Regions from separate parts of the Callithrix jacchus genome. Here region 1 is linked to region 2. The links are chromatin contacts, called in public Hi-C maps. All regions are on one chromosome and are shown on one strand. The core of a region is the stretch at or near the end of the contact, and the rest is flanking DNA. Distances in the headings are between cores, read along the strand shown. Region 1 has its middle 25 kb from the start of RESP18. Region 2 holds the start of NHEJ1 (non-homologous end joining factor 1).

Region 1 (4,695 bases), core at 1,255-3,754, 200 kb after region 2:
CTGAAATACGAAATACTGAAAATACAAAAATTACCCAAGCATGGCAGTGCATGCCTGTAGTCCCAGCTACTTGGGAGGCTGAGGCAGGAGAATTGCTTGAACCTGGGAAGCAGTGGTTGCAGCGAGCCAAGATCGCACCATTGCACTCCAGCCTGGGTAACAGAGCAAGCCTCCATTTCAAGAAGAAAAAAAAAGTTAAACAATCCAGTGACCATATGACCCAGCAAGTTCCTCCTAAATATATATTTAAGAGAAATGAAAACAGATATCCACACAAAAACTTGTATGTGAATTTCATAGCTGTATTATTTGTAATAGCTACAAAGTAGAAACAACTCAAATGTTCATCAATTGACGAATGGCGAAGTAAGGTATTCATACAATGTGAATACTCTTATATACTCATACAGTGGGAATATGCTTCATCAATTACCAGAAAAGAAGTGCTGATACTCGCTACCACACGGAATAACCCTGGAAATATTATGCTAAATGCAAGAAGCCACATGCTGTGTGACTCCATTTATAAGAAATGTGCAGAGTAGGAAAAGCCATAGAGACAGGAAGTACGTTGGTGGCTGCCTCAGGCTGAGGAGGGTGGCTGGAGGCGGGAATGGGAAGTGACTGTTAATGGGCGCAGTTTTCTTTTTGGGGTAATGAAAATATTCCAAAATTGATTGTGGTGCTGGTTGCACAACTCTGTGAATACACTAAAAACCATTTTAAATGGGTGAGTTATATGTCTATAATGTTGTTATTTAAAAATCACTAATAACTTCAGTTTAACAAAATGGAAGCACAGCTTTCCCCAAACTTTAGTTATTTGAGAATCACCACCATGATCTTTGTGCCATTGTGCTGTTACTGGCTTACCCTCCTTTTTTTTTTTTGAGGCAGAGTCTCCCTCTGTTGTTGGAGTGCAATGGCGCGATCTCAGCTCACTGCAACCTCTGACTCTTGGGTTCGAGCGATCCTCCTGCCTCAGTAGATGGGACTACAGGTGCGTGCCACCATGTCCAGCTAATTTTTTGTATTTTTAGTAGAGACCAGATTTCACCGTCTTAGCCAGGTGGGTGTTGATCTCCTGACCTCGTGATCCACCTGCCTCGGCCTCCCAAAGTGCTGGGACTACAGGCCTGAGCCACTGTGCCCAGCCTGGTTTACTCAGGTTGATGATTATGCTTTTTATTTAAGTGAAATTATTTTAATTTAATTAATTAATTTAGTTAGAGACAGGGTCTTAATCTGTCACCCAGGCTGGAGGGCAGTGGCACAAGCTCTGCTCACTGCAACCTCCGCTTCCTGGGTTCAAGCAATTCTCATTTCTCAGCCTCTAAAGCAACTGGGAGTACAGTCGCGCGCCGCCTTGCCTGGCTGATTTTTGTATTTTTAGTAGAGATGGGGTTTCACCATGTTGGCCAGGCTGATCTCGAACTCCTGATCTCAAGAGATCCGCCTGCTTCGATCTCCCAGAATGCTTTGATTGTAGGTGTGAGCCACCATAGCCAGCAAAGGGAAATTATTTTAAAGGGCAACTTTGCTACTGTAAATGGGAAACCCGGTGTTTCTTGGCATAAGTAGAAGCTAATTATAAAAAATGAAGACAAACTCCAGAGAAAGAGAGAGAAGATATAAATATATAGACAGAGACCCCAGCACCCTACCCTTGGGGAGGGACTTCAGGACTGAGGCAGTGCCAGGACTGACAGGTAAAGGGCGACCTTGGGCTCCGCCTCTGCTGTCATCAGCGCTGAAGCCCTGGGCCAATACCCGGGGTTTGGTCTGGAAGTGGCTCCCTAAGGCGAGAGTCGATCGCGGGAAGAGCACCCAGGCATCCGCCCAGGCGTGACCCTCTGCCCGCCAGGCACCCTGCCCACACACCGCGCCTCAGGAAGCCCCCCGCGTTGGTGTCCAAGCTTGATCACCAGGTAGAGGAACCCATGGCCATTGGGTGGGGGGCATGAAAGTCCGGAGTAGGCTAGGATTCCCCCCAATCCTCTGCTGCGCCCTCCCCAAGCCGCCTCCCCAGGCCGAAGGGAGTCCCCGGCCGGAACTTGGCTCTTCCGGAGGTCGGGACTGGAGCTAGCAGTCCGGGCTCCTTCTGCCGGAGATGCCAACCCCCCAGCGCCGAGCACCTCGCCCTGACGCCTCAGTGTGCCTCGTTTCTCCCAGGGCTGCAAGTCTCGGCTCTCGATCCCTTGGGCGCTCCCTCCTGCCAAACTCCAAATTGGTCTGGAGCCCACTCCTTCTAGCTCCCACCCCATCTTCCGACGTTTAAGCCCCTGCCTCCAAGACGCCTTCCAGCTTTGTCTCCCCACCCCGCACACTTTCCCAGCTTCTGAGCAGTGTGCACCACCATCCCGCAGCCCCCCCTTGGGATCGCCCTTGCCCTTCCCCCAGTTTTCCTCCTGACTTTGGGACTAATGGCGTCCCTGTCTCCCGGGAGTCAGCAGCTGGAAGCAGAGAATCAGACGCATCCCGGCTGCGCCCTACGCTGGGGCCCCCGCATCTTACTGGGCGCGCGCTGCCCCGCCTGCACTGTGGCGGCTGCTGCCCGAGCCGGGCGAGACGGCCCTGCGCGCTCCTTTCTCGGCAGCGCGGCCAGTCGCGGGCCCGGGCAGCAAGGTCCTCAACCCTCGCTCTCCCCTGTCTTGGCGTCAGAGTCCTGCTTTTAAGACTGGGCTGTCGCCTGAATATGGTCCACCCGTATCTAGAATCCCAACCCCCTACGCCCCTACACACACACACACACACACACACACACACACACACACGTACGCACGCACACAGAATTGCCTTCCCTCGCACCCCCACTTCTTATCACCAAGGGTTAACGATGGGGATGGGGGGGGCTTGATAAAATCCAGCATTGCCTATTGACAAATGGCACTGGGTGTCCTTGAGAAATGTTGCTTACTTGTTAAAATGGTGTGCTAGGACCGGGTGGGGTGGCTCACGCCTGTAATTCCAGTATTTTGGGAGGCTGAGGTGGGAGGATCGCTTGAATCCAGGAGTCTGAGACCAGCCTGGGCAACATAGTGAGACCTCATCTCCAGAAAAAATAATAAAAATTATCTGGGTGTGGTGTGCGCCTGTGGTCCCAGCTACTTGGGAGGCTGAGATGGGAGAATCATGTGAGTCAGGGAGGTTGAGGCTGCAGTGAGCCGCGATCCTATACTCCAGCCTGGGCGACAGAGCAAGACCCTGTCTCTTTCCCTACACATCTCCCCACAAAAAAGAGTGTGCTGGAGCCAAATCCAAGTACCTGCAGGCAGTTTTTTGCTTCCTCCGTGCCCCAGTTCCCTCATTTGTAAAGTGAGTTTGACAGCAGCATCTAGCTTATGGCGTTCTTAGAAGAATTAATAAGCTTAACACCTTTGAAGGATTTAGAAATATGATGGGACCAGCACATCATAAGCACATATCATAAGCACTCAATTAACATTGGCTGTTACTGTTCTCTTTGATGCTCCCTCTCTGTCAGTAGCATCTCCTATGCATTGTTCAGATTTCTCCCTGCAAAAATTTTCTCCTACAGTTTACATTTTTTTCCAGACCCAATGCCACTGCCCTTGTTCAAACCACCATCGTCTTTATTTTGTTTTAGTTTTTAAATTTTTAATAGAGACAAGATTCTGCTATGTTGCCTAGGCTGGTTTCAAACTCCTGGGCTCAAGTGAACCACCTTCGTCGACCTTACGAAGTGCTGAGATCACAGGCGTGAGCCACCATGCCTGGCTGGCCATCATCTTTCACCTGTCTCTGAAATTGCATCTTAGTTGCCTGGAGTAACTCATGACGTGGGGTGTGTTCTAGAGCCTGGGATTGTGTCTTGCACACTGTAGGCGCTCAGTAATTCTTGTTGAATATTTGTTTTCCACTCTTGCCTCCCTATAGTCTCTTAAGCACCAGGAGAAGCTTTCTAAAATATAAATTAAAGCATGTTGCTCCCTTGCTAAACACTGTCCAGTGGACCACCTCCTTTGCGCTTTCGAATAAATGCTGAATTCCCGACCATGGTCTTCGAGCCCCAGCATGACCTAGCCTTGCCTCCCTCTCCAGCCTCATTTCCTTCCCTCCTCTTGCTCTCCCCGTTCCCAGCCTCCTTTCCATTCTTTGAACACCTGAGTCCTTCTCAAAGTCCATTTCTGCTTCTCCCCAATCTCCATTGTTATCTCTTTCTTTTGGTATAAATCCCCCCTCCTCAAGTAGTTTCTGATCCCTAGGAATGGCTATCACTTCATTACCTCCATGACACTTACCACTGTTCATGACTTCTTCCTTTGTTTTTTTTTGTTTTGATAAGGAGTTTGCTCTGTTGCCTGCCCAAGCTGGAGGGCAACGGTGATCTTGGCTCACTGCAACCTTCACCTCCCGGATTCAAGTGATTCTCCTGCCTCAGCCTCCCAAGTAGCTGGGATTATAGGCACCTGCCACTATGCCCAGCTAAGTTTTGTATTTTTAGTAGAGACGAGATTTCATCATGTTGGCCAGGCTGGTCTCAAACACCTGACCTCAGGTCATCCACCTGCCTTGGCCTTCCGGAGTTCTAGGATTACAGGTATGAGCCACCTCACCCAACCAACTTTTTCCTCTGTTTACTTGTTTATTTGCATCTCTCCACTGGAGTGTAAATGTCAAGAGGACAGAGGACATGTCTGTTTCATTTATGGTCACACCCTCAGTGTCTGGCTC
Region 2 (4,629 bases), core at 1,519-4,018:
CCCACGGCTGCATTAGCAACCCTTGCTCCAGTTCCTCCATCTGCAAGAAAGTCCTAATTTAGTAAAGTGCCTCAGGGTCATGCTGGCCTAGGGAGGGTACCACCCAAACGGCTCTGTATCAACTAAAATCTCAGGAAGATCTTCCCTAATAGGAAGCATGGATTTCTGTTCTCCCAGTATACAATCAGCTGAGCAATGACCTTAATACCTCTTGGCCACCAAAAGTATACTTAAAATCTTGAGGGTTTTTTTTTTTCCATATTACATTCCTAGAGGACAAAAAATCTTTCTTCCATAGTGTTTAAGCCTCTGTTGCTGTTAGTATTTCTGCTTTCTAATGCTATAACATAATGTGGAAACCTAAACCCTCTTGTTCCATCTCTATCACATTGCTAATAAATATGTCACTGCTATCCTTTCCCAGAACTAGAAGAGAAGAAATATTCCTTATCATATAAGTCATAGTGTTAGGGCCACGAAATTCAAATTATTTGATCATTATCTAAAAACAAAGTTTAGGAAGCTCTCAGGATTTTTATAAATCCCTAAAACAGAGATTCTTCTTCTTCCTTTTTTTTTTTTGAGATGGAGTCCCACTCTGTCACCCAGGATGGAGCGCAATGGCATGATTTCAGCTCACTGCAACCTCTGACTCTGAAATCCTGGGTTTTCTGTTGCCTCAACTTCCCCAGTAGTTGGGATTACAGGCGACTGCCACAATGCCTGGCTAATTTTTTTTGTATTTTTAGTAGAGAAGGGGTTTCTTCAGGTTGGCCAGGCTGTTCTCAAACTCCTGACCTCAGGTGATCTGCCTGCCTCGGACTCCCAAAATGCTGGGACTACAAGCATGAGCCACCACGCCTGTCCCAAAACAGAGATTCTTAATCTACAGTCAATGCATGTGAATCCTCTAGAATTATATGAAAATGTTGTGCATACATGCATATATGCATGGGGAGGAGGAAGAGGTCTATAGCTATCATCAAACTCTCAAAAGGATCAAAGACACAAAAAAGAGCTAAGAACCTGTGTCCAGGAGCAACGGAAAAGACCTAAATTCCATTTCAACAAGAATCAGATTGACTAGGAAATCATGACTACAAGGCAGAGCACATCACAGAGGTAAAGACTGAGTTAACTTCCACAGAACTCATCCTCCACATTCCCACTCCAGTGCACGGCCACCAATGACATCATACCCAGCTGCACAGCCTGGAGCCCCCTTCGCCAGCAGCTAAAGTAGTAGGCTTAACCTAGTAGACAAACAGAACTATGGCTGCTTGACAGAGAATATGATTATTTTTCCTGTGGCGGAGAAAAAAAAGATGACAGTTTCCTTCATTATTCCAGCCTCCAAATACAAAATGAGGGGAGGTACCAGGAAGGAAAAATTTAGAATATAAATAATGAAATTCTTTATTAAGTCTGATTAACACAGTCATTTCCATCTCAGTCTATACCATCATTCTTTAAAACATAACCTAGCTTTTGAAATGTGGCTTTGAGACTTGTGATATAAATATGTGTGTGTGTGTGCGTATGTACGCACACACACACACATATATATGGTGATTTTTATTTGTGGCAGCCTCGAAACCTTGAGTTTGGAGACCAGTGTTTCCGTCACATTTCCCACACCCTGCTCTTACGGGGACCGAAGGGGTCATGGATGATTAAGCTGGTCCTAGCTGGACAAGAGCTCCACATTGCCAAAGGTCACAAACGCAAATAAAGCCGCCAAATCCTTTTATCTCCTTTACAGGCACTCCCCAGTGTACTCTAAGAGATGCCAAAATTGGGTTTACTATTCTAGCCCATTCCTTCGGAAAGCCCGGAAACTCAGAACCCTCAAATTGATGGGTTTTGTTTGTTTGTTGGCTAAAGGGGGAGGAGTTGAAACTGTGGCCAGGAGTAAGTGGCCCTATAAAAAGGCCTGATGTTACATTGGGCACCAGACCCCGGCTGCCTGCTCCCACCATACGCGCGTCCCGTTCTGCGTCCGAGGCCTCTATATTTCACCCTTTTCTTTTTTCCTTCAAGGCTGCCTTTAACTTTCACCTTAACTAGATTCACGGGTTTAGTTCTCTTGAGAGGAGGAGCGCTGAGGGGCATCCTGGTGGAGGGGTCCCTTGAGAACTGCTTATCTGCACCGAGTTACGCTCCTCAGCCGAGACTCCTCTGGGCAGTTCCTCCGACGCCCTGCAGAGGGCAGTAGGGCCCCAGAGAGCATCCAGGCTGGGCCCCGCCCAGTCCCCGTGGGAGAGCGCGAACCCTCGGTCCCAGCATCACAAGCCCCACAAGCCGCCGGGCGTCCCGCTTCAATCCGCCCCGGCTAGAAGAGCCTTCGCCGTCCGCCTTCCCATTTCTACAGCACTGGCTGCACTGGGGCGTGGTCGGGACCCTTCAAGGGGCAACAAAGCCGGCCACCCGCGGCTTTGTCGCACCAAACAGGGTGCCAAGGAATAACCTCACTTCCACCCCACTACTCACGCCGGGCCGCAGCCGGCGGACTGCGCATGCGCGGCTCCGCCCACCACCGGAGGCCTGCCCGGGTCCCCAGCAGCGCGCGTTCCCTCCTGGGAGAAAGCGCTCGAGCCAGGCCAAACCCGCAGCGTCTCTGAGCGGCCCCTCGCTGGCTTGCTCCGGCGGGGACTCCAGCACGATCCCACCTACCGTCAGCGGCCACGAGAGCTCCCACCCTCCTCGCCGCACGCACGCGCTCCTGTCCGCCCGCGCAAACCGAAAAGCCTAGAATAGAGGCCGATCCCCACCCCCCCACAAGAGGAGGCAGGGTTTTGGAACACAGGGGCAGGGCCTATGCCTGGCGTGGGCGGGGCTTCGGGGCCGGGGATGCTGATGAGAGACGAGCACCACAGTGGCCTGGGTAACTAACTAACGAGACCGGATGGCCAGCTAGTAGTCACGCTGGCAGAGTAGAAAGAATAGCGGGCTAGACGCTAGAGAGGGAAGCCCAGGTTTGGGTTCGTCAAACTCGAGTCACTTCTCTTCACTCCCCTACCTGTCCAGTCTCCTTTTAACAAAATGAAAGGATTGAACTTCAAGAACCTCTCAGGTCCTCCACCAGCACTAGAGTTGTTGAAGGAAGGCGCCTCCCAGGCATAAGTCCCGTAGTCTGAAATCATCCTTTACCTCTCCTGCCTCATTTCTCTATCATTCCCTTACTTATGCTCCCTCACTACTGAGAAATTTCAAATGCCTCAGACTTTGTACAAGTCACAGCTTTGCTCAAGCTGGACCCTGAACCTAAAAAATTCTCTACATCCATTTTCCAAAACCAAAAATCTTCCCCACTTGTCAAGGCCACCCTCAGTGCTGCTTCTTGCATAAAGCATTTCCCACTGTCCCCAATCAGAATTCATTATCCCTTTCTCTTTGCTCCCACAGCACTATTTTAATCTATTACATACTGCTTTCTGCTTTGCATTTTTGTAATTACACAGGTCTTTTTAAACCGTAAATGCCTTAAGAGGGCATGGACCCTGTCTTATCTATAAGACAGGAGATGCTCATGGAGATTGCACGTGGGAATGCTCAGTAAGTATTCAAGTGAATGCTGGGGTTCAAGTGGCATTGATAGTACACAGGCAAAATCTCATTCATTTATGGTCCACTAAATCATGGCCTTTGCTCTGGAACAGTTAGGCTTAATTAAGACAAGTAAAGGCAACCCACCCTATTGGGAAATGGAATCTCTAGGTGGGCCCATGTAATACAAACACATATACCCTCTGCCTATGAGAAAGAACAGCTTGGAGCTGACTCTCCAGCAGATGAGAGTTAGGGCTAAACTACCCAGGGCAGAAGTAGGACTGCTGGTCATTTCTGGGACCTAAATCCTTCTCTACTAGATTCAGGGCATGGCTCCCCGGAGCCAGGCAGCAGGTCTGCCATCTCTTCTGGCTCGGAGGAGCCTCCTTCCTCATCCCCAGGGTCTTCAGGCAGTGGGCAGAGGCAGCGGAGAGGCTGGGGGATGCAGAGACACAGGTTTTGGATGTGGAAAGGAAGTCTGTACACTTGAGCAGCCTTCTCCCTGGACTTCTGAGGCATTCGAGCTTCTTGGGCAGTGAAAGGAGATGGCAGCCCTTGACTTAGGCCTCGCTCAAGCTGTGTGCCTGCAAAAGAGAGGTTTGTCAGGTCATTGCCCAACCCAGGGAGTGATGACTTTCTGGGCATTTCCCAGTCTGCTAGGGCCTGGCCTCAACTTACCAGGAATCGTGTTCTCTAGTAGGAAGCCTGAGAGTCCAGCCAGGAAGATGGGCTGTGTCAGCAGTGAATGCAGTAATACATCCAAGGGGCTCCAGCCTATGATGGGTTGGGGCCAGGCAGGAAGGAAACTCTGATTCGATATCCAGGCCCAGGAATCTTACCCTCGCAAATGTAAACCTAAGCCTTGGACTAAGGACAGATCTTTCTGAATTGTCATTTCATCCCTTTCACCCTTTGTCTCACCATTCTCCACTTTCCAAATCCAGGCCTTTCCCACAGGGTTTCTGCTCAACACCCTATGTTCCGATCATCCACATACCCTCCATATATGCTTTGACTGCTCCAGGCTCCCTTTCTCTAGAAAGCTTAGTATTTAAGTGGCAACCTCTCATCGCTCTTTTT

What was found. A called contact is a pair of places that touch in the nucleus more often than the background predicts.
Region 1: a contact with region 2 is called in a Hi-C map of skeletal muscle, with 6 times the contacts expected there. The contact joins the enhancer-like site here to the promoter of NHEJ1 in region 2. A contact is called at or near these places in 2 of 3 Hi-C or Micro-C datasets (induced pluripotent stem cells and skeletal muscle).

What each region holds. Positions count from the first base shown.
Region 1 is chr6:141,101,832-141,106,526 of calJac240_pri, forward strand. No RefSeq gene overlaps it. Among named protein-coding and RNA genes, the nearest start is that of RESP18, 25 kb to the left of the region's middle. Within about 2 kb of position 2,505, at least 2 of the 16 cell types and tissues checked have an H3K27ac peak or open chromatin away from gene starts, as enhancers often do. A contact at or near this core is called in skeletal muscle, where this site is marked.
Region 2 is chr6:140,901,696-140,906,324 of calJac240_pri, forward strand. It overlaps NHEJ1 (non-homologous end joining factor 1), which reads right to left and starts at 2,769. Exons shown (of 8, transcript XM_035305793.3): 1 at 2,491-2,769; 2 at 1-40. The coding sequence starts at 40. It overlaps SLC23A3 (solute carrier family 23 member 3), which reads right to left. Exons shown (of 10, transcript XM_035305786.3): 9 at 4,228-4,323; 10 at 3,592-4,133. The coding sequence ends at 3,838.